Linked DNA regions of Mus musculus: all the other regions are linked to region 1. A link is a contact called in public ChIA-PET, HiChIP or PLAC-seq and promoter capture Hi-C data. All regions are on one chromosome and are shown on one strand. The core of a region is the stretch at or near the end of the contact, and the rest is flanking DNA. Distances in the headings are between cores, read along the strand shown.

Region 1 (3,679 bases), core at 413-2,912:
ATGGGGGCCAGTTTTATTCAAACCACTATGCATGTTATAAGGTGTGCATTTGTCCTTGTTTTTCCTTTTGTGGAGGGACTAATAGTGGAAACATTCTCTATTCTCAAAGAATGTTCGTGAAAGTCAGACCCAAGCCATTTAACTTCTTCCTGTTTCTCATTGTTCACTTATCCTGTTCAAAGTTCTGTTGAAAGTTTAATCCTAAATGGTCAATCAATAACCATTCTTTGTAGTTCTTTGTTATTAGCCTTATGTTTATTAGTGTTTTTATTAGTTTTAAGCTACTAGTGATAAATGACTACACATGAGTGTGTGTCTCTACCATATTTAGAACATACTAGCCACTGCTGATACCAAAATCACATCCCTCATTATCTTAGTTAGGGTTTCTATTGCTGTGAAGAGACATCATGACCACAACTCTTATTAAAGAAAGCATTTAATTGGGGCTGGCTTACAGTTTCAGCGGGTTAGTCCATTTTCATCATGGTGGAAGTATGGCAGCACGAAGGCAGACGTGGTGCTGGAGAGGCAGCTGAGAGGTGTACATCTCAGATCTACAGGGAGCAGGAAGAGTGAGCCACTGGGTTTGGGTTGAGCTTTTGAAAGCTCATTGACACACTTCCTCCAACAAGGCCCTATCTCCTAATCTTTCACAAGTAGTACCACTTCCCGATAACCACGCGTTCGAGTATATGAGCCTATTGGGGCCACTCTTACTCAAATCACCACACTCATCTTAAAGATAAATAATAGTTTATTCTGGAGTCACTTCGAGTGACTACAAATTTAGGTTACCCCAAATTCCAAGTTCCAATGTGGAAACAGTTTCATAGTTTTACAGAACAAAGAAAGTCATAAATCAAAGCAAACTAAAAATACATTGGCGGGTACACAGAGAAGCAGTAACACTGAGACGGGGAAAACTTTCCTACAGGCCCAAGAAGATAGTTGACGACATTCTTAGCTTTTGGGTTGGTGAAAGCTACTACTACTACTAGCACCACTACTAGTACTACTAGTAACAACACACACACACACACACACACACACACACACACACACACACACACACACACACACACAGTTGATGTGAGACACCCCAAAAACTGAGAGCAGTTTCTTCAAGCGACATTCCACATTGGGGTTCTCAAATTCCTGCAGGAGAGAGTACCAAAACGTGCTTTTCGTAAAAACTGATAGCAAATGTACACGGTCTGCGTGTAGACGTAATGAACTTTGTGTATGCATACACTTTTTCTTTTTGACAGTGTGCTGGACGTGGAAAGATCTGTTCCTTTCCGGCAGAGCTATAGAACTGGGTTTCACTTCAAGAAGCACAGGCACAACTGAGATGAGACGATGCAGGTTTGGGGGCCTGGTGAGGCACAACTGAGATGAGATGATGCAGGTTTGGGGGCCTGGTGATGCCTTCTCTCAAAGCGCTGGGAAATGAGGGGGCAGCAAGTTTGGAAAACAAAACACTGATGGGAGAGAGTCATCTAACCATTTAGACACACGGTGGGGCAGTGAAGGAAGGTTTCCATCTGTTGGTGACTCGCTATTTTAAGTCAGAGTGGGTGGTTAGGAAACGGCGGAACCTTTGTCCTCAGCTCTCTGTTTCCCGCGACTCTACTCTAGCAGCTACACTAATGGACCGCCTCCTTCCCTTTCCCCTGGGGGCCCTATCCGGGTGAGTTCCGGAGTTTGTGACTCCGAAGTCCCCCCCAAAACCACGAGCGACGTCCCCTGTCTGTCACCGAGGCCCGTATCTCCATCCCGCACCGCGGCCGCCGCAACCCACGCTAGCGGAGCAGGCGGGGCCCCGTATCCACCGGCGCGTGCCCGGGTGCGCGTCCGACCCGCCGAGCTCGCGCCCCGCTTCACCTCCCAGCTCCCGTCCCAGCCGCACGCGCCGCGCCGCCGGCTTCCCCTCATCTTCCAGCCGAGCGGCCTCCAGACCCCGCACCGTTGGAGCGACCCGGGCGAAGCCCGAGGGGAAACCGGGGGAGGACGGGGCGGTCCTGTGCGCCCGGGTAGGCGGAGTGGCAGAATCACCTGAGACCGCCAGACAGCTCACTGCGTTCCCACTCCCGCTCGAGCTCCGCACCCGGACCGGTGGATCAGGCCCGGGAACCCGCGCCACACCGGGGAGGACCGGCCACAGCGAGCTAGTGAACATGGCCACACCGTTCCTACCCTCGGGGGCCACCACAGGCGACAGCGGTGGGGAACTGAGCTCCGGGGACGACTCTGGTGATATGGAATCCTTCCAGACCCCCGAGGCCGAGGGGACCCGGAGTTTGGCCGAGCTGTTTGAGAAGGCTGCCGCACACGTCCAAGGCCTGGTTCAGGTAGCCAGCCGGGAGCAGCTCCTGTACCTGTATGCCAGGTTCAAGCAGGTAAAAGATGGGTGGATGAGAGGACGTGGGCTGTTTCCTCCAAAAACTTAGTAGCAGATTGCGTGGCTAATGGTCGAGCGTAATGAAGTTTGTATGTGTGTGTTTGTTGTTTTTGTTTTTTACCCTGGAGAATAGCATCATTCTGGACATGGAATAATCTCTCTGATATCCAACGAATATTTATGTAGCCGGGCACTGAATGACAATGTTTCAGTGGCCTTGCCTCTGAACCTTTACAAAATGAGGATGATAAAATAAAATTTGGCATTCGCTGTTGCCAGAAGGACATGTGATAGGAAACATGGTAATGTTAATAATAAGTTTGAAATTTAAGAGAACATTACTGTGTATAAGATGCTAACAATATTACTATTATGATTCTTAGGAACTCTAAATATAGTTGTTATGTTTTTGGCTGAATTTGGTCCTGCTAGATATAGTCCCTCCACATTTTTAAAATTAAGGGCTCCATGCAGGTAACATGGAGGTCTGGTGATGAACTAACTCTCCACTCAGCTTCCTGAATCACTTTCATTTCCAAATAGAAAACCCAGGGGAGTAGGCAGTTTAGAAAGTTACATGGATATATCAGAATTAAAGTGTAGTTTTTGTCTCTAAAACTGAATTTTACCCGATAAAGTAAGGACAGGTTTGAGTTATAAACATAAGACTAATTTATCTTTCAAGGTTAGGTACCAGAAGGAAAGACTATTGCCTTCCTTCAGTGGACAGATACAGTTCAGCAGAACACTGGGTGTTCTGTCTATAGAGAATGCAAAGATGAAAGAACATCATGACACTGCCTTTAAGAAGCTTACAGGATTAGTTAAGGAATCTAGATGCAAATGTGAAAAGAAAATCGATGATTAGGAAAATAGGAAAACCCCAGCTCTTTGGAACTTTGAAAGAAATGACGTTCTGGATAGTAGTCTCTTTTATTTTATTAGAATAAAAAAATGCTTATGGTATAGTTACATATATTTCTCCTGAACTCTTTTTTTTTTAAGGTAGTCATGAGAACCCTCCTGTATTTCTAATTATGTTTTTATTGAGTTTGTGTGTGTCAGTGTAGGTCAGAGGACAACTTGCAGGAGTTGGCTCTCTCCTTTAACCATGTGGGTCCTAGGGATTCAGCTAAGGTTGTCAGGCTTGGTAGCAAGCACGGTTGGCTACACACTGAACTGTCCTGTAGTCTTGAACTTGAGATTCTGGGTAGAGGACGTCTTCTTACAGGACTGATGGTTATTATGAGCACATGCTAGTAATGATGTGGACTG
Region 2 (3,679 bases), core at 704-3,203, 480 kb before region 1:
GCCGCTAGCTACTAAAGGAGAAGCCATTTCCCCTTAGGTTCATTCTCCTCTTTCTCTTTTACCATCCCTCCCCATTTCACAACACTGTGAAAAGAAGAGCAGTTCTACCTCTGAGCCTTTGTCCCGAATCCTGTCCCGTCCCGTCCCCCCCACCGCATGCCTCCCCCCAAAAGCAGCATCAGGAGCAGTATAAGCAGAAATCGCCTGCTCAGCATTCCTGTTGTCTGTGACTGACAGAGGCCTCCAGTAACTTTTGCAAGCTGCTCAGGGTAGGTGGGTGGGGGTATTGGCCAGGAACCGAGCTCAGTAGAGCATCTACTGGAACCTGCCTGGCCTCTCTGTTATGGACAGTGTTTCCACTCTTAAGTGTTTTGCCTCTAACAGACATGGTACCGAAGCAGTGCTTGAAGCCTTTGAGTCCCTTTGAGGGTGGCTGTGCTGTTTGCTGAGTGTGTCAGATTCCCTAGGTCGGAGCTGAGCCTGTGGATTTGCATTTCAAGTACCCTGCTAATGCAGATGCGATTGGCTCAGGTGCCACACTCTGAGAACCACCATGGGGTAAAGGACACAGTTCATCCTCACTGAGGGTCGCAGGATGAAATATGGAGAGGGGGAAAGAACTGGAAAGGGGGAGAAGGAATGGGATGGAGTTGGACTAAGTGAGCCCAGCACCTGTGATGACTTGCAAGCGGAATACTCATGTGTGACTACCAGTGTGCTCATCTGGAAATGACTGGAACTACAGAGGACATCCCTGGCGACTAGGCTTTTGGCTCTCATGGCCCATCTCCTCCCTGATGTCATCCTCCTTCTCCCCCATTTCTCCCCTCCCCCTTCAGAGACTCCCCTGGAGAGAAAGTCCACATCTAGTTGGCTCACTGCACTAGAGCTAGTGCCTCCATAGCCAGCAGTTGCCTAGGGACTGAGGAAGTGAGGCCCCTGGGGCCATCAGCGTAAGCCATGAGCAGAACAAAGGGTCTCGGAGGCACCTGACCACAAGGCCCCTAAAGGCAGGAGTGTGACTAGTGACTCACTGGCCACGTGGGAGAAGGCCTGAGGTCTCCTGCCTCTAGCTTCCACCAAAAAAGAAGGCAGAAGGCAGAGTAAGGGAGGAGGAAGAGCGGATATACGCTCAGCCGGGCTGTCCATTCATGTTGACCTCTCTTTTCTTTCTGCAGAGGGCCCAGCCCAGTTAGGTATTCCCAGGAGGACAGGAACCAATCCCTTTGAAGTGGAAGAAGGCATCTCTGGGAGGAGAGGCCCACCTCTATGGAGAAGACAGGAGAGCCATGCCCCTTGGCCCCAATCTCCCCTTTTTTGTGATCGCCTTGGAGTGATACAGGCTGCTGAGGAAAGAGGGAATGCCCTGGGATCCCCGCTCAATGTTGAACCATGGTGGGTAGGATACAGAAGCCTTAGGACTTCAAGATGCAATAACTAATAGCCAGGAAAGCTCACCCACCTTCCTGAGTATTTCCCAACGAGCTTCCCAGGAACCTATGGGCAGAAAGCACAGCTGCGGGCTGAAGAGGTATATATTCACTTAACCGAGAGAGGGCTGGGCAAAGCCTCTGCTGCCCAAGTCCTTGTTCCAGCCCCTATAATAAGCCCAGATATTGGACTTTGATTTTCTGTGGCTTTGGGGTATAAAGTTTGGGAAGGGAGCTTAAAGAACACTGGAATTACTCTCAGAGGGGGGAGGGGAGCGGGATTCTGTGAGGTTGGTGGGAAAGAGGAGAGGGCAGAAAGAGACCAGGACCATGAGAACTGATCACCACTGCAGCCTGCTGGAGAGGGTACCTCCTGCCAGTGTGGCGAAGGAGCAAACGTCTCAGCCCGTCACCCTTGTCCTCTGTGAGCAACACGTTTGGCCTCCTCCCTGCCTCCACATCCTCCACACCCTTGTTTCTTCCCGCCTCCCACCTGCGGGGCATGTTGCAAGACTCTATTGACCAATGTTTACAGAATGCTCCAAAGAATGCTCCAGTTGCCAAATCCTGAGTCATCTGGCCTAGTCACCCTTCGCTCCTGGTCTGGTTTTCCCACCAGAGAGAAGCCCATGTTCAACAACATTGCTCACCAGGTCTCTCCAGCCAGGAGGCCAGGCCATTTTACAAAACCACTGAGGAAGAGAAGAAAGACACCTTTAGTGAGTGGCCTGCAGCCGATGCAGCAGGAGCTGAACATAACCAAACCCCACAGAGCAGTGCGCAGGAAACAAGCACTTCCCAGCTGAGAAAAGAGAAGCAGAGAAGTCAGAGTTTGACCCAAAGTTAGAAAGAGTGAGAGAGCCGGTGGAAACTGGTTATTTTAAGCCGTTTCCCCCAAGTTTCTTCCCAGAGCATGGAACAAAAGCTCCCAGGCAAGGAACACCTTTGAGGGTGTGATACCAAGAAAGCATGCTTCTTACATTTACTTGATAGAGGGTGTGTGTGTGTGTGTGTGTGTGTGTGTGTGTATGTGTGTGTGTGTGTGTGTGAGAGAGAGAGAGAGAGAGAGAGAGAGAGAGAGAGAGAGAGAGAGAGAGAGAGAGAAACAGGTGTGTGTACCTACAGAGGCCAGGTTTGTCAAACAAATACCTAGCACTGAAGTTACATCATCTGTGGGGTACCATGGATGCTGGGATGTAAACTTTGGTCTCCATAACTGCCCATCGAGAGCTGTTAACTGCTGAACCATCTCTCTAACCCCATTTGAGAAAAAAAAATGAGTCGTATATCAAAATGATACAAAAGGGGGATTAGCATGTATCCGTGTCTTGTGCTCTAGCCCCAGGTCAGGCTCATGAGGTCTCACTCCTTTGTGTTTCACGGTTCATGCCCAGAGCTAGGTGTCCTCCATGGAACAGGGCACAGCAGCACAGACTGGAAAAGAACCCAGCAGAGAAGACCAAACGTGTTGCGTAAGGCTGAGCACTGGACATACATCCCACTAAACCATTCGGTATGCGGAGGACCTCACATGAGGTCAGTAGGGCACTCCAGGGGAAATAAAAAGTGAATCATAGCCCGTGACTTCTATGTATTCACTCAACAGATATTTGTTTCAGGCTGTGATAAATACCAGGTTTAAGAGGAAATGAGAAAAACAAGTTCTTGGTCACAGGGAGCTTACACTCTACTGGGACAAGGGGACATGGACAATTAGCAGCTAAACAAATCACCAGTTCCACATCAGGCTCTCAGCTAGACACTGAGGAGGCCCAGAAGAAAGTGGTTCCCTGCTGGAGAGACTAAGGACGAAGATGCACCACAATGCAATCAAAGAAAGAAGCAGCTGTGACCAGGGCCTGCACACACTCCTCCGGAGGACTCAGAAGGAACACCTTCCTCCAGACTGGGCAGTAGAGGGTATCAGGAAAGGACCTCTGAGAAACATGAGCTCTTTGAAAAAGCCTTACGCCACTGGGGAGACAGAGGCAGGCAGATCTCTGAGTTCCAGGCCAGCCTGGTCTACAGAGAGTGTTCCAAGACATCTAGGGCTACACAGAGAAATTCTCTCTCCAGCACTTGGGAGGCAGAGGCAGGCAGATCTCTGAGTTTTAGGCCAGCCTTGTCTACAGAGCAAGTTCCAGAACAGCCAGGGCTACACAGAGAACCCCTGAAGAAAGAAAGAAAGAAAGAAAGAAAGAAAGAAAGAAAGAAAGAAAGAAAGAAAGAAAGAAAGAAAGAAAGAAAGA
Region 3 (3,679 bases), core at 439-2,938, 420 kb before region 1:
AGGGTTTTTACAGGTCAGTGTGGAAGAGTCATGGGGGAGATGGTGGTCACTGAACTCCAGCAACCTGATTTTCTAAGTTTTCTACAAAGAATATAAGCAACTAGTGAAATTGTCGTAGACAGCCCAGGGCCTGTCTTCTGGGGAGTAGCCAGTGAGGGAGAGTGCTCATCTCTGCTACAGTCACACCTGAGTGGTTGTAGTGCCTCTGTAGGTGCCTCAGCTCCGCCTTGAATGTCTGCTGCCAGCCCCTTAGCAGCTGAGTGTACCTCTCCCAGTGATCAGGTGCCAGGTTCTCTGCCATCCATGGAGCTTTCGGCTCCTTCTGTCGAGTGACACTGTCGTATGTAGTGATAGGGTGTGAGTCCACATACCCAACAGAGATAAATTCAGGGACGACGGGACCAGGATCGGAAACAGCTAGACGAAAATATCTCAGCGAGTGGGTCCCTGAGGAGGAGACAAGGAAGGAAGGCGTTGAGAGTCACAGATGACAGAATGTAATAACCGCATTCCCTGGCATTCCCCTCACCAGTGTTCTAGCCACTATTTTATCCAACACAACTATAGAATCCTAGTAATTACGATCTGGAAAGACTTCAGCTGTGTGACTGAAGAAGAAACTTTATAGGTAACCTCCACTTGTAAGTAACTTACAGTGTGATGTTCTGGTCTTGGGGGAAGAACCAAAACTATTCACTGGGTGGGTGGGGGTGGGGATGGGGCAGGCGTGGAGATGTGCCTCAAGAAGCCCCCAGAGCCTCTGAGGGAAAGAAAACCCTGACAGTCCAACCCCTTGTTTTACTAATAAGGCCTCTGGGTTGATAATTGAGGGCCATCTTTCTACCATCTTCCAGCTACATATACTGGGGTATACACCCTTCTTCCCAGATTAAACAGAGTCAGAACAGCCGTTAAGGCTCAGGCCTCCTGCAGAAAATACTTTCAAAAGCACCATGCTTTTTCTTGCTATACCCAACCACTCCTGGTAGCTACTTTCTTACTATTTTTCTACTTTTTCGTCCATTGAAATATCAATATGAGGATTGTGATCATCAGTAAGGGTCAAGGTAAACTGAAATGAACTCCTAGATAGTGCAAGAAGTTCAGGACATAGTATAGGTAAAAGAAGGTGGTTTTAGAAGTAGCGTATATGGGCTATCATGTCAATGTGGGCTCTTAGGAAAGGTTCTATAGAGAGGGTGACATCTTGGAGAAGATCTCAGGGTCAAGAGCTGAGCAGGCCAAGGGGAGAGAGGGCGTGCATGCTGGCCAAGGACACCACAGCCTTCTCTTCATTCTCTGTGGGACCCATCTGGTGCCTCTACAGGTATAAGTTGTGCCTGGCCCTTAGCCAGGCTTCTAAAATGGCACTTCATGATCCAGGGATGTCGGCTGACAGATATGAAGTCGGTAATTCAGACCAGGGAAGATGAAGAAAAGTCCTTGTTACACTCCCCTTCATAGCATGCCAGACCTTGTGGCAATTCGTATCTTACCAGAATGTGTTGCCCAGATATTTGAAGATTTAATATAACTACTAAGGTCGAATCATTTGGAAGGACTAAAATTGTTCTACACAGACTGTGATTTCGAAACCATTTGCTCCGCTCCCCCTCTTGCTCCAACGATTATGAAGTCAGGTTGGGTTGGCCCCTTTCCATGAGTCACCAACATGACTCACTTGTGGAGCTGACATCTATGAGCTTAGCATTTGGCTTTGTCTAGCTGGGCCAGTCACACTGCTCTTCAAGGATCACTTACTGTTTACTCAAATCTCCTAGGCCTTCTGGGGAGTTCATTCAACTCAACAAGCATCTCTCACACCAGAGTGCTGGCTCATCCCACCCCCAGCCCCACGCCCACCCCGAGCCTTGTCTCTTTAACTTGGTACAATAGCAGTTGGGCCACTTTTGACAAACATCTAAGGAAAATTACTGGAATATAAAACCCCGGACTTGTTTTTATTGAATATCTACCATGGACAAGCTATGATGCAACATCTGAAGAGGAAAATGAATCAGGTACCACTTCTTCCCTCCAGAAATTTACAGTATAACTGGGGATTTTTATATAACAGAACAAATACAAGTGTCACAAAAGAGGCACCGAGTCCGCCGGTGGTGGCCCACGCCTTTAACTTGGGAGGCAGAGGCAGGTGGATTTCTGGGTTTGAGGCCTTCCTGGTCTACAAAGTGAGCTCCAGGACAGCCAGGGCTACACAGAGAAATCCTGTCTTGAAAAACCAAAACAAAACAAAACAAAAAACAAAAACAAAAACAAAAACAAAAACAAACAAACAAAAAAGGCACCTATGGGGTGTAGGCAAGACAGCAACCCTGCTCACGTAGGAGTAGGAGTGTTCCTGAGAAATCCTCCAAGGAGATCAAGCCAGACCAGTTACACCTTCAGTGAGGCCTAAAGGGCAGCAGGTACCTCCATCATCACTATTTACGTGTATTTATTTTTTGTGCAGGGACCATGTGGCCAGTGCTATACAAACCCTTGAGCAACATTGGCTTCATTCATTCCTCACAATAATTAAACAAAACAAAACATGGTCTCATGTCAGGCTGGCCTCAAACTGTCTATGTAGTCAACCATGACCTTGACCTTCTGATTCTCCTGCCTCACAAATCACCAAATCTGGTTCAGGTGGCACGAGGGATTGATCCCAGGACTTTGTACAAGCTAGACAAGAACTCTTATCTATCGGGCTACATCCCCAGCCTTCACAATAACATCCATCAAGGTAGGTCCCATCATTCCCATTCCACAGATGGAAGGTGCAGAGAGATTAAGTACATTACTCAAAATTAACTAAATTAAGCACAACCTTAAAAGCCACAGTGAAGGAACCAGAAATCAAAAGCTGAACTCTCACATCGGGAGCTTCTCTACCTATGACTACTCAACTCTGCTTGAGAGACTCTTCCAGAGCCTGGATTAAAGTGCTCTCTCCTGCCCCCTTGTGTCAGACATGTTTCAGTCTTTGATCTTCCAGTCCCTAGAGCCCAAGCAGATCTTCCTCAGGTTGGTAGGAGGTTCTGATTGGGTAGCCATTTCAATAAAGAACAGTTTATTGTTACCCTCTTCAAGCAGCTCAGTGTCTTAGTACGGTAAAAATGATTGTGATTTCTGATAACTACTCTTTGAGATCCCGGGGATTGTGGGAATGAGGAGAGAAGTAAATGGTTGTATTTTAGGTAAAAGAACCTTGGGACACTCCTCAAAGCATGCAGTGATGTCGATGGTTCTGCACGCAGCAGAAGCCATTAGTCCCTTCTCCTAACAACTGTCAAGAGACTGGCTCTTAACGGCAAGTCTAAAACTGACAAATGTGCCAGTCTGACTTCTTAGCCACTGTATTAATTACTTTTCTTGTCCCTACTGAGAAATACATGATAGAAACCGAAGGGGGGAAGGATTTGTTTTGGCTCATGGAATAAAGGAGTAGAGTCCATGGAGAAGAGGAAAGAGTGGCTGGGATCAGCCTGGTCTGGGCTTGCTGGAGCTTGTGCTACGGTTCCTCATATCCTTCCAGGTCAGAAAGCAGAGGGCTCAGGCTAGAATTGTGCTGGACGATAATAACCCTTAGCCAACCTTAAGACCTGTTATCTGTGTTGTGTGCCCCCCAAACCACACAACTTCTCAAGAGACACTACCAACTGAGCACCTAGTG
Region 4 (3,679 bases), core at 720-3,219, 350 kb before region 1:
CTTGCAGACGTAGAGCCCCGAACAGCACAGCAATGCTCAGCCAGGTGGGACACACCTTCTTCTCTGATGCTTTTATGCTGATGGCACTCAGAGATGAGGTAGGAGGGCCAGCACATCTATTACGCTTATGCAGAAGCTGTCCTGACACAGAAAGGCTGCTTCTGAGCCAGAGGCCCCTTACTCTGTGAGTAATAGCATAGATGGGGAAGAGAACTTGGTACTCTGCTCTCTAAGAACAACTTGACTTCATCATCCATGGGAGTTACTGAGGGAGTCCAAATTCCCTGACAGATGGTTTATTGGGTTGAAGTGGCTGAAACTGCTGACACTACGCTTCAGGCTTCGGGTGACGGTTCCCATACCTCAGATGTGCTCATGAATGTGGGATTTCTTATAATGTCCCAAATGCATAGCCTGGTATTAACATAGCCGTCAGGGCCAGAGCCAGCCTTCCACGTTGGAGGCTGCCGCTCAGTTGTCCTCCGTGCTGGAAGAGCAGCACCTGGACAGCCTGACCTTTGACCTCTCTTGCTCTGCCTCTCTGTGCATTCCTTAGCATGCCAACTTTCAAAAAACAAATCCTGGGTTATTCATATTCCTTGGGATTTTGACTTTTGGGTCCCCTTTTTGTTTTGTTTTATTATTCCCAATGATGTGCTTGCCCAGCTAACTTTCAAATTGCACTTTTAAATAAATATTTGTAACAATTTTTAAAAGAAGGGTATTTTATCTTGTTTAGGATCATGATAGGTAAGGAAATCTACCTGTTGGTAAAAGCTAAAAGATTAGTAAGACCAAAAGGGGGTCGGCACCGTGTCTGCGTGAAGCTCTGGTGTTAGATACAGTGATGTTAGTTCTTTTCAGATGAAGAGAAAATGTGAATAGTACAAAGGGCTTCAATATAGGGTTCTGTGTTATTTTTGTTTCACGAAATTTTAAAGTTTTGAATAGTCTTCTGTGAACATAGACCATGGGCAGGCCTCAGATTTGCATTAAAATATAGAAGCCTTTTGTTAAAAATCAATGTGGGCCTTGTCTGAGTACTGAAACCCACACTCCACATTACAAAGCCGTGAACAGTCTAAGAATTGAAATCGCCGCACTTAAAGCCATGTTCTCCGCTAGCAGAGGAGAGTCGGTCAGACGCATTCAGAGAGTACTTCTTTAGTAAGGTTCCCGCATGGTCAGGGACGAAGACTTGTGACTCTGGCTTTAATTTTGTAGGATCTATTTTGAGTGCGTATGGCAACCTCACTGATTGAAGGTATTGGCCTAACAGTGTTGTAGACCTGACACAGGCTGGGACTGAGCGTGGCGTGTCAGCAAGAAAGGAGCTGCTCGCGCAGGTGCTCCCGCCTGCACCTCAGTCCTGCGGCGGCCGGCTTAGTCCAGGCCAGTCACTGCAGAGCCAGGGCAAAGAGAACAAGGACAGACCTTTCTTCCGCAGTGACCCAGAGAGCTGAAGGTATCCTTCTGCCATATGTCCTAGACTAGGGAAGGGAACACAGGGATGGCCCACACTGCCTAGGAGTGTGTGTCTCTTACAGATGTGCTCCCCAGCCCACTCTGCCTGCTGCTCTTGGTTTTGGAGCCATCACATTAAAGAACTGGTGGGATATATATGCTGGCTAACAAAAGAGCTTAGAGTGCTTACGGGAAGAACGCTTTTCCCATCGACTGAGGATGGGACGGAGGACAGTCCACTGAGAGCGCCTGCCAGAGCACGGATCCCAAAATACCTTTAGTTCTCAGCCCTCTGTTTTAATCTTGTCTTTGTTTGGGCTGGGACATCACAATGCGATGCCTGCCCTGGACTTCACAGTCCTGGCAAATGGAATTGTCATGTATGCCTGAGCACGCATGTTGTGTTTTCCTCAATTTCAGAATTCACGCTAGAGCTGAAACAGGGAAACTTGGCAACTTGCCCATTATTCTCTGCTTTTAGCCAGAGTTAAACAGACTGATGGGTCTGGTAGCCAACAGCTTGGCAACTTCCATGCCTTCTCACCTCGTGCGGGTAAGGGCTGTGAAGAGAAATCCAGTCTGATTCCAACAGAAATCTGTCTCTGTTAAGTGTTTTACCTTCTGTAAGTAAAGGCAGTGGAGCCAAGGGTTTTCTTTGGGTGATTTCTCTGCCCACAGAGTGAGACCAGGGGGGCATTCATGGCACCTGCAGGCCCAGAGCTCGAGGGAGGGATGGACTGAGTTCACCTCTGTGGACTTGGTGTGGCTTGGCTTCACCTTGTGCCACAAAGTGAATTTGTAACCAAAACAGAGATGGACTATCTGGAAGGCAAGTTATAGAACGTGGAGCACAGCAGCTGTCGCTTCCTCCCCCTCCCTCTGACTGCATTGCCTCCCTCCCAAATTGGTAGAAACGATGGGCTTCTGTTTATCTTTTTAAGGTGTATTTTGTCCATCGAGAGTAGAGAGAACGTAAAATTGGAGTTCGCAAATGTATCAGCCCCTCACTGTGCGCCCCAGTCAATTCCTGAAGAGAAGACTCTCCAACAAGGGGCTTTACTCGGCCACTGAAGACTCGGCCACAGGATCCTCCCTGGACCCTCACAGCTGGGAGGGGCCTAGTAAGATAGGAGGGGGTCTGTCTTAAATGCCCTTACTCAACTGCCAACCTTCAAAAAGATCTTACCCTGAAAATGGCCTTTCTCTTTAAGAGTGAACAATGGGGGATGGGAAAGCCTGCTGCCAAACCAGTTGACCCGATTGTGAGCCCCAGAACCCACCTGGTGGAGGAAGAGAACCACACCCACGAGTTGTCCTCTCCTCCACGTGTGCTGGATTGTGGGCACACGTGCAAATAAATCACTATATAAATGTACAGTTTTTAAAGAAAGGATGAGATTGGTCTGCTGTGTATAAACGTGGGAGCCACTGTCACCTGTTTCTTACTAATGCGCTCTGGGCAGCTTTACTGTCTGGTTTTGATTCCAGAAAAGCGTGAGTTTGGAGTGGAACAGCTCCTATGGCCTGAGCAGCAGGGCTCTGACCCAGGGGCTGTCCATTGCAGAGGATGAATAGCCACTGCAGGCAGGACTTAGCCATCGGGAGCCCTTTTAGGACAAGTCAAGGCACTTGAAGCTGGCCTTGGTGACAGAACTCAGAGTGATGCTAACTTGATTCCTCGGCATGGCGTGTTTGCCTGCGGACAAACACTGAAGCTCTGAACGGTGCCTGTTCAGGTGGCTGCTGACTGGCTGCATTTGGAAATCCTCCATATGTTATAGCTTCTGCCAAGTCAGCTGTCAGGGCAGGGTGAGAAAGAAGAGAACGTGAGAGAGTGTGTGTGTGTGTGTGTATGTGTGTGCGTGTGTCCCTGCCATCAGCTAACACGTTGGTGCTATTTTTCTTCTGACGTGACCTTAATCCAGACATGCTCTTCCCCTAGCAGTGCACATTGGCTGCTCAGGCAGTGCCTGCCCCCCGCTGGGGCCTCACATGAACGTTTCATGGACCTGGTTTGCCCACTGCGGCCAGAGCTTTATGAGGAAGTGTATTTTACAGTCTGTCTTCTTATGGCTATGAATTTTCTTCTGAAAGGCCACTTGGCTCTCAGGGGCTTTGAGAAATAAGACCACCGTCATCACTGTTAGCTGAGCAGATATCTGGGCCCTGCCCCTGCTCCATCTGCGCTTTCCTGAGCCCTGGGGTGGGACCAAGA
Region 5 (3,679 bases), core at 705-3,204, 330 kb before region 1:
CCGTGGTGTTTTTATTGAGGGAACAGCTAGATACTTGAGAGAGATGTCCAGGAGGAACTGGCCAGACAGTCCTCACATTGTGGCAACCGTCCAGACCTGTCTGGGCCGTCAGGAGGCCGAGTGCTGTGTGCAGTCACAGGATACAGTCTGGAGCTGGGAAAGCCCTTACAAGTACCAGGTTTGCCTAGGCTTTGAACTTGGTCCAAGGAGGTTCCAGCAAGGTCTCAGGTGGCTAGGCCTCAGCTGGTGCAAGGAAGGGGATCAGTTTGCATCCTGGGAGCACCTTGAGGGCTGTGGCCCTCAGCTGTATCATTAGTAGCTGGGGCTCAAGGGTGGGGATATTACTCCGTGCCTCAATGAAGTCCGTCAGATAAAGAGAATTAGCAAAGGTGGGGCTGGAGTAGGTCAAGTGCATAGAAGTGGCATAGAAGCCTGAGGACCTGAGTTCAGATCCCCAGTGCCCACTTACAAGCCAGGCCACGCAGAGCAGCACGTCTGTAACCCCAGTTCCAGGAGGCAGAGACAATGTGGGTTGGGGGTTCAAACACACGGTGTGAGGCAACTAAGTAAGATTCCCCCAATGTTAACATCTGGCCTGTATATATACTTAGATACGTACAGCCATGTGTCCCCAGACACACGTGTACCCGGTTTTCCCTATGAGCACACATGTACAACACACACACACACACACACACACACACACACACACACACACACACACACACAGAATTAGGGAGGGTGGTTTAGGGCACCAGGATGTGGTCTAGGGCCTTCTGGGTCTGGAAGAGGAAGTTAAGAGACACTATGCTCCAGGTGGTATGTCCCCATCCAGCATGCCTTATGTCGTCAGGGCTTGCTCCTGCCACTCACCCAGTGGGCACATGGCCCCCAGAGCTGGATCCTGTCCTCTGTGAACCTCCTCCCCACTCCTGGCTGCGCTCAGGCTCCTCTGAGGTAAGGGCGAGGGTGATGGCTGTAGAGTTGACAGTGGCGATATCCACTGACTGGAGAGAGTCCTGGAGTGTTCCTGCAACAGCCACAGAGCCGCCCCTGCTACATGACTGTCCCCACAGGTCACACGGGGGAAAGGCCCATTTCCCAGCCTGACCTGAGGAGCAGGAGATGCCGGGGAGAGGTGGGAGCCGTAGGAGCAGAAGCAGTAGAAGCCCAGGAAGCAGTCAGTGAAGGAGGCGGGGCTCATCCTTGAGCATCTGCTAAACTGGAAACTTTGAGGATAAGAGTGGGGGTGCTATGGAGGACTGTGGACTACTGTTACCCCATCACCCAGCTGGGCACCTAATAAGTATTTGTTAAGTGTTAGTTACTTGTGGTAGGTCATGCCCATTCCGTGTCAAGGGACACAGTCGAGAACTGGGGAAACAATCTAAAATTGCCACAGCTTTTACTATAGCTTCCATCTTGGGTCCATTGTATGCACTTGGTGATATGAAGGGTGACTGAACCCTTCATAGACTTGCCCTGTGGTTCCCACGAGACAGGCTGTATCTTAACCCTCCCCGTCTAGATAAGAAAACATGAGGATAGAGAGAGGAAGCGGTTACCCAGGGGCCCTGTCACTAATAAGAGAATCCTCACTAAGTTCTCAAGGAAGTGCAGACTCAGGGTTCCCAGAAAGGTCACTGCATCTCAGAAGGTCTGCAGGACGTGGCTAGGTTCACACCAGCCTGGAGCCCACACAGGAGAGGGAGGCACAGCTGAGCTCGGTGTGGAGGGCGGGAGATGGGTGGAGGCAGAACAACTAGGGGGGAGAGGCTTTGCCTCAGCAACTTCACTGCTGTCCGCTGGGATCACAGCAGTGCGGATCAGAGCGGGCACAGAATCTGCCCACGGCGAGACTCCTCCTCCCTAGGGCAAGGAGCTTTGGCAGCCTTGCCCATTAGAATCTACTAGCAGGTCGGACAACCAGGGCCACGGAGGGATCAGAGCGGCAGCTTGCTGTAGTGCTCCCCCTGCTGGTCACTGCACCCCACAGACACGTGTGACCACAGAGAACCTTAAGGGCAGGGAGCCTGCTTGAGTAATTTCCCACAGTGCGCAGGACAGGTCTGAGCTTGTACAGGGTGCATGACCAACAGTGAACAAGGCAGTGCAAAGCACAGAAGAGAGAAGGTGGAAGAGGCAGGTGACTGTCGGTAGTCACTCTTCTAAACAACAGTAGATTACTCATAGTTTACAAGAGTCAAATGCCCACAAAGCCTGGCCCCAGCAGCTGTGGACTGAAGCTTCCCCTACACACCCCAGAGTTCCCATCTGGCTCCATCCCCACCGAGGTCCAAGCCCCTGCTCCCCATCCCCCAAGCACAGAACACTGGCTAACTTGCTCCATGCTCTTGCTAAGTCCTGCACCCAGCTGGTGCTCCCCTACATCCTGCAGGCCTGCTGCTGCTCTGAGGGATCCACAAGGTGCTGGGGGCTGGGGGGAGGGGGAGTTATGGGCCTTATCCTAAGGTGATTAGGATGGAGAGCAAATGACAGCAGTCCTTACCATCTCCATTGCTCTCCAGAGGCAGCACAGGCTCCTGACAGCACTGGTCCTTTTCAGATCTATTCCTGTGGACAGCCACTCCTGAGGGCCCCTGCAGCCCTAGAGGGATGCTGCTGCTGGAGTTGTTGTTGAACAGGTCCAGCAGTGGATGCTTGACTTGGGGGCTACAGGGTTGGGGTTGGGGTCGCGTGAGAACCACAGTTCTTGGAGGGGACACAGGCAGGGGGCTATCCATATGCTCTGCCTGGTGTTCCTGCCAGTGATGCCCCTTCTGGACTGACTTCCTCGGAGGCATAGGGCAGAGGGATTTCCTCAAAGAAGGAGGGGTTGGCACTTCCTCGGGGAGGGTCAATGTTGACTGTGAGGCTGGGAGGGGTGCAGAGGGCTCTTCATGGCTCCGTTGGAGGGGAGAAGTGCAGAGAGTTTTCAGAGACTCATGGCTTTCAGGAACTTGGTCTGGTGGTTGGCCTGATCCTGAGGACCCACGTGTCTTGGAAAACGGCACAGCATAAGCTGTCCTGCATGGAGATCTGCAGTCCTCGGGGTGGGCACAGTGACTTCCTGACCGAGGTCCAAGCTGCCCCTGGGACCAAGGTCTCTTAGGTTCCAAGGCAGGTTTAGGCACAGCATCTTCCTCTGGAAACAGAGTCCCCTGAGGTATGTGTCCACTGGCTTCTCTCCCCTCCCCTCCTACAACCCCATCATCAAGCTGGGGCAGGTGAGACCAGGCCTGAAGGCCGCAGGGCAGCTCCGCCTCAGCCTTTCTGGACCACCTGGGACCTCCCTGGGGCCTAGACCCATGCCACCGCTGCTGGGGGCTGCTCACTCGGATCTGCTCACCTGCCCTGCTAGACTGAGAGGTCCTGGCATCAGTACCATCTTTCCAGCTGTCTGAACTGTGGGTGCTGTCCAGGGCAGAGTCCTCCTCTTCCTCAGGGTGTGTGGCAACAGTGTCTGTGATGTGTGTTTCCCGGATCCATTCTGTGTGGAGCCCTGGGAATGGGGAGCTCAGACCATGGGAATTACAGGGCCCCAGCAGTACTGCCTCTGCCTCACAGGCAGCCTGGAGACTCCGGAGGACTCTCAGGTCAGAGGCTGCCCTCTCCTCAGCAGGGCAACGCTCCTCCAGACAGCTGCCACAGGCTGGACACTTCCTCTCATTGTCCCAAG
Region 6 (3,679 bases), core at 510-3,009, 290 kb after region 1:
CATTCTAGGATATGCCAAGTTCAGTCAAGATATGAATTCTTCTTTCACCTTTTTGGAATTAGAAGGTTTGGGTCAAGCACCAGAGGCAGTGGTCTCTAAGGAAGTCATAGGCAAGAGTGTCTCCTGGGAAGCTCACGGAGGGCTGTGGGAACATCTCACCTATTATTGTGGCAACACCCTGGGAGGAACTAGCACAGCTGAAGGAAGGATTTGTCACTCCAGAAGTCCCACTCACTCCACACTCCCACTCTAAGGCATTGTCTCTACACAATGACTTAGAAGTTCCCTGAACTATCTAGTCAAGGTAGTGAGGGACAGCAGATTCCTCCTCAGTTGTCCACTGGCAGAGCAAGGTGGGGCAGGGGCGGGGGCAGGGGCGGGGGCGAAGGCAGAGGCAGATCTCTGTTATGCACTCCAGGACAGCCAGGGATCCACTGAGAAACCCTGCCTCGAAAACCAAACCAACCAACAAGAACAAGAACCCTGGCTTATTCCAGACACATGCCTTAGTTAAATGAATGTCACTCTCTAGGGAGGGTCTCATCTTCCTGATCTGGTTTTCCTGATAGGTGGTCTCAAAATGAGAGGGAGGCCCTGGCTCCAAGCTGCATCATCCAGAGAGAGGAGGCTAAGCAAGCCCTATCCTCCACGTTTGGAGCTTATTATTTTGTGGTATGTGCTGTGCTGTGCTGTGCTATGCTGTACTGTGCTATGCTGTGCGCTCTTTCAATGAGGGCTAGGCTTTAGTCACAAGCAGTCCCCCTACCTGTGGGAATTATGCTGAGAACAGGCCTTGGACCCAAATGCCTCTTTCTACAGCCTGTGCTAGGGGATTGGCTCCCTGCTTTAGACTCAGTGGTACACTTCCGCTCAGGCTCTGGTGTCTGACTCTTGGCATGCCCCCAGATCTTCGTCTTTCACAGTAATGGGGAGAGATGAAGAGAAAGTCTTCCTAGGGCAGCCGGGGCAGGATGCTGGCAGCTGGTCTCATCAGAGCTAGCTGCATTATAGATCTGCTGGTCATGGAGTTGGGGTGGCTGAGAAATTGCAGGGGCTGGATCTAGAACTCGGCTTCTCCTCTGGCTGTAAGAGAACAGTGTCACTTAAGCTTGGCGTATCCTGTTTATTTTGGGTGACCTTGAATCATACACTGGCAGGCTCTTATCTGCCTACTGATCTTAGCCACACAGCCCAGCCACCTGTGAAAAGAAATTTAATCTCTCTACCTTGCCCACTTTTCTGAGCACCTAGCATGTGATTTCTGAACTCTTCTGGAGTTTCTTTCTGTGGCCGCTTCACCATTCTTGGCTGTTCACTGACAATGCTCCATGTCCCAATTCAAAGTTATAGCAGCTCAGCCTCGCCCTTCCCCACCCCGCCCCAAACCCCAGCCAGCATGTTCTTGTCACCAGGCACATTATCTGGCACATAGTAGGTATGCAGACTTTGTTGTTATTTTTAGTGAGTTGACTGTTATCTGGTACCATTGGGGCCTATGGTTTTCTGAGGATTCCTTAGTGAGGCAAGGGGCTAAAGATACAGCAGACTTAGCCGTCAGGACAGCTGAATGTCAGAGAGGATGGTGGGCCCTTCCGCATGGTGCCACATAATTCACTGTGGGGATTCTTTGATTCTCTCTGTATCTGGCTCCATTCCCCCCAAGCTCTTATTTCCAGACATAAATTACACCCTTCACAGCGGCCCACTTCATTATGTGTAACTTTATGTGCTATTTTGCAAGGTTGAGTAAGACGAGTCATGTGGGAGAAATGGCATTTCCCATGAGTTGGAGGAAGCCCATCAATGTCCAAGAAAAACATAAGAGCCAGATACCCTGGCAGGTTTGAATCCTATCTAAAGAGGAAGCTCAAATAAGAGGGTTGTATGTATTCAAAGTCTGAGGTCAGCTTGACCACACAGTGAGATCAAGTTAAGATTTACCGGGAAATCCTCTCCTGACTCAGCCCCACCATTTTAACACACTCCCTCCCCGAGCATGCGTCTTTTACAGCCTTTGACAGCTTAACAGGCACTGGTTTTCAAAAAAACTGTTTTTTGATGATGCTCCTTCATTAGACTTTACGCTCCACACCTCTGCTGTCTCCCAGCACTAAGCACTGCTAAGAACAGGTGACTCGCTGATTACCTGAGGAATGGACGGGCTGTCAAGAGACCAGGATGCTTAGCTTCCTGTGCTGGGACCTGTGTGCAGGGTCCACAGACCTTACACACCAGCTCCTTACTCTAAGACCTTACACACCAGCTCCCTTACTCTAAGAACGAGTGCCTGAGCTAAAACAAGAAATCAGAAACAATTCAATTTCAGAAGAACTCTAAACTTGGCTCATGAGTAGAAAAATTTACACCGGACATGGAATTAATTTATAAATCAATTTATTTACAGATTTCATCTTAAAGTACATTTTAGTTAACAAATCTATGTACATGGGTATACATGGGACTTCATCCCAGTTATTTTACAGAGCGTACTTACAAACCACACCCTAGGGCTTCTGTGCAGACGTCTAAGGGCTGCAGGGGGTGACTATTGGCTGAAGATGGCCTGATGATCAGGCTATTTACACACACACAGTAAACGGGTTTATTTTTCATGTCTGCACAGTACAGTACACACGAGGAGGCTGAGCCCCCTAGAGAATGCTTTGCAATGTGTAACCAAGAAGGCGTTGCAAAGTCCAGAAGGAAAAGCTTTTCCACAGCTTAGTTACAACAACGGTGCTTCCTTTACACCGGTTTACACTTTCTTCACATTTTTATAATACAAAGATTTTATTGAATTGCTGCACAACCAGTTTAAGATGATTTGTAAACATGTAAATTCCTACAATTTGCATTAAACGGCATTGTAGTTTCTATCACTTGCTCTTTGAATTAATGTTTTATTCACTAGTATTCTTAAGGTAGTAAAAGGAAGATGTAAGTTTGAATTTCTTGCAGAAAAGTTATGAGTCTCTAATGCTGTGCTACAGAAATTCTTTTGCAAGTACACACTTTATTCAAGTATTGCAAAAAGCTAAGGCCACTTTTTTTTCAAGACAAGAAAGTGAACAAAATTGTTTTTATCAATAGGCCACAACACTCTTATGAGCAATGCAATCTCTTTTGAAAGACAATTTCTCAGAGACCTGTAGTCACAGAAGGAAGTCACCTTCCTTATAAACTACTTTTGAGCTCTTTCCACTTTTCCCTAGAGTAAAAATTCCTGTTTAGACCTGAAGAGGGAATCGATACCCTGTACTAGTTTAACCCAGAGTTAACTGCCCTGGATAGCACAAATTGTTTGGACTCAGATGTCAATCTGAAGCCTCCATGGTGGTTTACTACCAGGTACTGACAGTGCTATACTAAAAGGTATTACTGCAGATGCAAAGATCGTTTAGAGGAATCAATGCAGACAGACAGGAGGGCGCGGGTGTAGGGGAGGGGCAAAGTTAGGAAGAGGGCATTCTTAGGTTCTTGGTTATGAGGCAGAGCTTCATTAAAAAGACCCCAGTGTGGACCGAGTGAGTGGCTGGGCAGCCACATCCATCATTCCTGACCCTAACAGTAAACCCACCCAGTTAGATCCAAATAGTTAAAATAGGAAGAAACCTGTTAACTCTATAGACTCACTTGTTTTTGCTACCAAACTGGAGCTGTAATTGCTAGCAAAGGAGGA
Region 7 (3,679 bases), core at 751-3,250, 280 kb before region 1:
TAGGCTTCTCTAGAGAATTTATGAAGAAAGGGGGTGAGATAGAGAATAAAGTAGGTATTTATATCCTGAATTTTCTAAGAAATATAATTTAAAAAGTACAACCAGGTTTAGAAGCCCCGAATTTAAAAGCAGGCCATGGTAGGGGTGTCGTAAAATTCAACATCACCTTTTAATACAGCTGGGTTTAAAAATAGCCACCAAGATCTTTTGTGTCGATGAATATAAAGGATTTGTTCTAGATGCTCAGAAATACAGTCCCCACAAAAGACTTTTAATTTGATCAAATTCTGGCTGAAGAAGGTGAGACCAGAAGGGGAAATGTCTAATAAAGTGTGAGGGGCCTGAAACAGGCCTGTCTTTCCACTGGTAAAGATTACAATTCTACATGCAGAAGCACGTGGCAAACCGTCATTTTTGTGACTGGTATTTGGGTGACTGTATCCTGCACCTGTTCCTAGAGAAACAACAGTCAGAGCCTTTTCTCTGGATTTCCACCACTGGGATGCAAGGGGGATGCCTGCCTGGTCATGACAGTGATGCTTGGGACTCTAGAGCAGCAACTTAAAATTTAGCAATAAAACTTTGGTTTAAAGTTAAAACAAATGAGGGGAAAAAAATCAACTAGTTGTTTCCTGAAAGAGGTGTGTGGGGTTGACCCTCCGCAGTGCCAGTGAGCCTTAGTTCCTCCTGCCTCCCTTCACAGGAGTAGCATTCATTTATGGTTAAGTTTCATAAATAATGAGAAACTGTATGTAACGAATACAGCATATTCCCCACCCACCCGAAGCCCTCCCCAGATGAGAAAAGTCACATCGAATTAAAAGTAGCTTTGTGGAGGAGGTGCTGCTCCAAGCTGCACTTTCCCTGCAAGTGCTGCCAGTGTCTCTGCACTGGCTATGAAGGAAGGGAAAAACTCTCCATAGAAACTGACAGAAAATTTAAAAACCGGTGTCCGGTTTCAGACAGTCAAAACCGGCCGGCGAAGCTGAGCTCTCTGGGCTGTGCATCAGACGTTCCTTCCAAAGCTTCTCTTCATCCTGATGGGCTTCTGTATCCTTGTGATTGTAAACAATCCGTAAGATAGTAGGTGTTTGTTCCTTAAAACATCTTCTGATTGGCAAAATGAAGTATTTGTTTTAAAAATAGAAAATGAAGATTAAACCAGAAGAAAAGAAAAGAAACACAGTGAGCTTGCTCGGAGTCCATAGGACCCGATCTGAAGAGCCCGGGAACGTGTTCTGTTTTCTCCTGTTCTCAGCTGGAAAAAGGTGCTGGAGGTTGCGTTGGTCGAGGAAAGGATTGTAGAGTAGAAAACCAAGGATGTTACTCTAGACTTCAGCGAATTCAAGTGTTAGCTTCGTCATCTGTGTCTTCTATCAATACCTTAGTGTCGCGAGCCTTGGATCTAGCGTGATCAGAGGAAATGAACATGTATGATCAGTCCCATGCAGTGCTGCTGGGTCCACTCTTCCCACTAGCAAGCACGCACACTACCCAGGAGCTATGTACTGCAAGTGGAGAGGTAGGAACAGCAGTAGGCTGAATTAAAGACGGAGCAGTACCCGGAAACAAGGATCTGAGTTTGAGCACTGGTACAGTGATAGCCAGGAGCCTCGGTCAAACTGTTAGCGCTGCTGATTTAGGAGGCTGTGCAGAGATTCTTGTACCGAATAAAAATGGGACTGGGTAACCCGACACTCGTTAGCCTCAACAGTGAAGGCAGTGTTTCTGACAGGAGATCTGTTACTCCCACTTGACAGATGGGGAGGCTGACATTCAGGAGGCTAAGGCTGTGCTAAGGCTGTATGAATCTATGACGTCAGAGCTGAGACTCAGGTCTCACCTTAGATTCCCTGCACTCTTTGTACCTTAAGCCTGTTCTTCTAACTGCCTTCCTCTGGCTGCCATCTAGTTTCCCAGCGTTTCCCTGTAAACCCCTGAAATGAACAGACTAGCACCAAGAGCCTCCCTCTTGATCAGAAACCATGTTTAGACTGCCCTCTGCTGGTAGCTATGAGACCTTCACGGTGAGGAGCTCTGGTCTGTCAGCCTTTTCTCCAGGCCTTGAGGCTAGCCACCTCCTCAGCACCCTCTTACCCACAGCGCTCCTGCACCCCAGGTTGCCGTGCCTCCCTGGACAGAGTGCAGCTGAGTCAGTGCTCTTCCCGCTCATTTCCCACTGTGACTTCTGCTACTTTCCTCTGCCCTAAGACTCACTCTCCTCTTTTCTGCTTTTTCCTTCTCTACTTTCTTTCCAGAAAATTCCCACTCTCTAGCTAAAGCTTTGGTAGGCCTGGGCTTCTGTACTCACCGGACTGTAGCCCCTTCTGCTCATCTCCTCTATGCTCCTGTACCCGACTTTACAACCCGATCCAGGCCTTTACTGTCCCGATTTCCCTTTCCTACTGCACTGTGCAGTGACACAGTCTCCTTTCCTGTCACTCCTCTTTGGAAGAACATGTTTTGTTTTGTTCTTTTTCTTTCCCTACAAGATGAAGCCTGCAGTTTTTAGTCTTTGGCTATTTGTTTGTTTTTGAGATAGGATCTAGTGTAAACCAGGCTGGCCTGGGCTTGCTGTGTAGCTATGATCCTCCTGCTTCCACTGTCAAAATGCTGGGCTTACAGGTGTGGGTCAGTTCAGATGAGCCCATCCAATTACATTTTCTCACTACTGTCTGAGCACATGTGTTTCCTTCCTACTCTCCATTTCCACAGGCACAGTCTTTACCTTGTCCAAGCACTCCCTTACCTTCAGAAAAATGTCCAACTTACGTTTTTCATCGTAACCTACTCTGCTGTCTCTCTCTCTATTCTCTCAACACCGAGTGCAGTCACCATATGCTTTATGTTTACTGTTAGCTTTGGGACACAAAGTCAGTGGCAGGTAAGAATCCTAGTTATGGACTTCATAAGGTAGCTTCAGCTTGCTCAAGTCTTTCTGTGATGATGCTGGGTAAATTTCACAAATAATGAATTGATTCTTTAAAATTTTTTTTTTTTGATTTTTTGAGACAGGGTTTCTCTGTGTAGTCCTGGCTGTCCTGGACTCACTCTGTAGACCAGATTGAACTCTGGCCTTGAACTCAGAAATCTGTCTGCCTTTGCCTTCCAAGAGCTGGGATTAAAGGCGTGTGCCTCCACTGCCCAGCAAATTGATTCTTCTTAATCTCTCTTTGAACTATACACATCCCAGTGTACAGAAGAGTGCTAACAGGAATTAAAGACAAGGTTACACAAATGATAGGATTTCTAAACGAACTCGAAGGTTATCTGCACACACATGTCATGCTCAAGAATCAGGTAAGTCATTTCCCAGCACACTTTTCCTGTGGTCCTTTACATCCCTACTCAGTAGGTGATAGACACCCTGGCGTGTCTCATGTGCTCCTGAAGATATACTACAAGTCTGACCTCATGGGTTGGTTTGTTACTACTGTCTGAAGAGGAAGCATGGCTGAATGCCAGCAACTTCACCTGGTCCAGTCTAGTAGCTTTTTAGCTAATGTTACCCGCTGCTAGCCACACAGGAGTGCTCTACTCTACGTACTGGGAAGCCAGGCGGGGCCTACGCAGGGATATGCTCTGATTGTACTTCCACGACCGGTTCTTCTGGCGGTTTCGAACCCCATCCTCCTGGTCCATCATCTGCTCAAGTAGTGTCTGGTCATCCGCGTTGAGG

What was found. Promoter capture Hi-C pulls out the DNA fragments that hold promoters and counts their contacts. ChIA-PET counts read pairs in DNA pulled down with a chosen protein or histone mark. HiChIP or PLAC-seq counts read pairs in DNA pulled down with a chosen protein or histone mark.
Region 2: a FOXA1 HiChIP or PLAC-seq map of pancreatic cancer cells shows a contact between it and region 1. The contact joins the enhancer-like site here to the promoter of Acbd6 in region 1. A contact is called at or near these places in 3 of 39 promoter capture datasets (the 3T3-L1 cell line, hematopoietic stem and progenitor cells and hippocampal neurons), 8 of 115 datasets of contacts at active chromatin or transcription factors (embryonic brain, embryonic forebrain, embryonic midbrain and 4 more) and 1 of 9 other capture datasets (liver).
Region 3: a contact with region 1 is called in an HNF4G HiChIP or PLAC-seq map of pancreatic cancer cells. The contact joins the enhancer-like site here to the promoter of Acbd6 in region 1. A contact is called at or near these places in 12 of 39 promoter capture datasets (the 3T3-L1 cell line, the C10 cell line, the HPC-7 cell line and 6 more), 4 of 115 datasets of contacts at active chromatin or transcription factors (memory CD8 T cells, pancreatic cancer cells, pro-B cells and 1 more) and 1 of 9 other capture datasets (adipose tissue).
Region 4: a contact with region 1 is called in a promoter capture Hi-C map of liver, with 2.5 times the contacts expected there. The contact joins the enhancer-like site here to the promoter of Acbd6 in region 1. A contact is called at or near these places in 7 of 39 promoter capture datasets (the 3T3-L1 cell line, the C10 cell line, the HPC-7 cell line and 4 more), 7 of 115 datasets of contacts at active chromatin or transcription factors (bone marrow-derived macrophages, embryonic basal ganglia, embryonic limb bud and 4 more) and 3 of 9 other capture datasets (adipose tissue, liver and pancreatic islet).
Region 5: a contact with region 1 is called in an RNA polymerase II ChIA-PET map of memory CD8 T cells, with 37 read pairs. The contact joins the enhancer-like site here to the promoter of Acbd6 in region 1. A contact is called at or near these places in 7 of 39 promoter capture datasets (the C10 cell line, the HPC-7 cell line, liver and 2 more), 2 of 15 datasets of contacts at CTCF or cohesin (large pre-B cells and pro-B cells), 3 of 484 Hi-C or Micro-C datasets (CD4 T cells, cortical neurons and palatal mesenchyme), 17 of 115 datasets of contacts at active chromatin or transcription factors (the 230-238 cell line, bone marrow-derived macrophages, differentiating embryonic stem cells and 10 more) and 2 of 9 other capture datasets (adipose tissue and liver).
Region 6: a contact with region 1 is called in a promoter capture Hi-C map of liver, with 2.4 times the contacts expected there. The contact joins the enhancer-like site here to the promoter of Acbd6 in region 1. A contact is called at or near these places in 10 of 39 promoter capture datasets (the 3T3-L1 cell line, the HPC-7 cell line, HPC-7-derived erythroid cells and 6 more), 4 of 115 datasets of contacts at active chromatin or transcription factors (the SCID.adh cell line, embryonic basal ganglia, embryonic forebrain and 1 more) and 3 of 9 other capture datasets (adipose tissue, liver and pancreatic islet).
Region 7: a promoter capture Hi-C map of hippocampal neurons shows a contact between it and region 1, with 7 times the contacts expected there. The contact joins the enhancer-like site here to the promoter of Acbd6 in region 1. A contact is called at or near these places in 27 of 39 promoter capture datasets (the 3T3-L1 cell line, 3T3-L1-derived adipocytes, the C10 cell line and 17 more), 3 of 15 datasets of contacts at CTCF or cohesin (CD8 T cells, the NIH/3T3 cell line and large pre-B cells), 10 of 484 Hi-C or Micro-C datasets (the CH12 cell line, the HL-1 cell line, bone marrow-derived macrophages and 6 more), 32 of 115 datasets of contacts at active chromatin or transcription factors (the 230-238 cell line, the SCID.adh cell line, T-cell acute lymphoblastic leukemia and 22 more) and 4 of 9 other capture datasets (adipose tissue, liver, macrophages and 1 more).

The regions. Positions count from the first base shown.
Region 1 is chr1:155,556,458-155,560,136 of GRCm38.p6, forward strand. It overlaps Acbd6 (acyl-Coenzyme A binding domain containing 6), which reads left to right and starts at 1,663. Exons shown (of 8, transcript NM_028250.3): 1 at 1,663-2,402. The coding sequence starts at 2,181.
Region 2 is chr1:155,073,123-155,076,801 of GRCm38.p6, forward strand. The region is part of intron 3 of Gm9530 (predicted gene 9530); the gene reads right to left. Among named protein-coding and RNA genes, the nearest start is that of Gm9530, 8.3 kb to the right of the region's middle. Within about 2 kb of position 1,954, at least 139 of the 459 cell types and tissues checked have an H3K27ac peak or open chromatin away from gene starts, as enhancers often do. A contact at or near this core is called in hematopoietic stem and progenitor cells, liver and pancreatic cancer cells, where this site is marked.
Region 3 is chr1:155,137,328-155,141,006 of GRCm38.p6, forward strand. It overlaps Mr1 (major histocompatibility complex, class I-related), which reads right to left. Exons shown (of 6, transcript NM_008209.5): 2 at 187-447. Among named protein-coding and RNA genes, the nearest start is that of Mr1, 7.6 kb to the right of the region's middle. Within about 2 kb of position 1,689, at least 90 of the 459 cell types and tissues checked have an H3K27ac peak or open chromatin away from gene starts, as enhancers often do. A contact at or near this core is called in adipose tissue and pancreatic cancer cells, where this site is marked.
Region 4 is chr1:155,202,807-155,206,485 of GRCm38.p6, forward strand. Stx6 (syntaxin 6) reads left to right here. Exons shown (of 8, transcript NM_021433.3): 8 at 1-711. Among named protein-coding and RNA genes, the nearest start is that of Gm31102, 38 kb to the right of the region's middle. Within about 2 kb of position 1,970, at least 31 of the 459 cell types and tissues checked have an H3K27ac peak or open chromatin away from gene starts, as enhancers often do. A contact at or near this core is called in liver and pancreatic islet, where this site is marked.
Region 5 is chr1:155,222,402-155,226,080 of GRCm38.p6, forward strand. It overlaps BC034090 (cDNA sequence BC034090), which reads right to left. Exons shown (of 10, transcript NM_001370865.1): 5 at 2,510-3,679; 6 at 874-1,030. Among named protein-coding and RNA genes, the nearest start is that of Gm31102, 19 kb to the right of the region's middle. Within about 2 kb of position 1,955, at least 166 of the 459 cell types and tissues checked have an H3K27ac peak or open chromatin away from gene starts, as enhancers often do. A contact at or near this core is called in the 230-238 cell line, the HPC-7 cell line, bone marrow-derived macrophages and 6 more, where this site is marked.
Region 6 is chr1:155,842,587-155,846,265 of GRCm38.p6, forward strand. Cep350 (centrosomal protein 350) reads right to left here. Exons shown (of 38, transcript NM_001039184.1): 38 at 2,378-3,679. Among named protein-coding and RNA genes, the nearest start is that of Gm51652, 22 kb to the right of the region's middle. Within about 2 kb of position 1,760, at least 45 of the 459 cell types and tissues checked have an H3K27ac peak or open chromatin away from gene starts, as enhancers often do. A contact at or near this core is called in the SCID.adh cell line, adipose tissue and liver, where this site is marked.
Region 7 is chr1:155,279,666-155,283,344 of GRCm38.p6, forward strand. Xpr1 (xenotropic and polytropic retrovirus receptor 1) reads right to left here. Exons shown (of 15, transcript NM_011273.2): 14 at 3,548-3,679; 15 at 1-1,405. The coding sequence ends at 1,345. Among named protein-coding and RNA genes, the nearest start is that of BC034090, 37 kb to the left of the region's middle. Within about 2 kb of position 2,001, at least 54 of the 459 cell types and tissues checked have an H3K27ac peak or open chromatin away from gene starts, as enhancers often do. A contact at or near this core is called in cerebral cortex, cortical neurons, epiblast stem cells and 5 more, where this site is marked.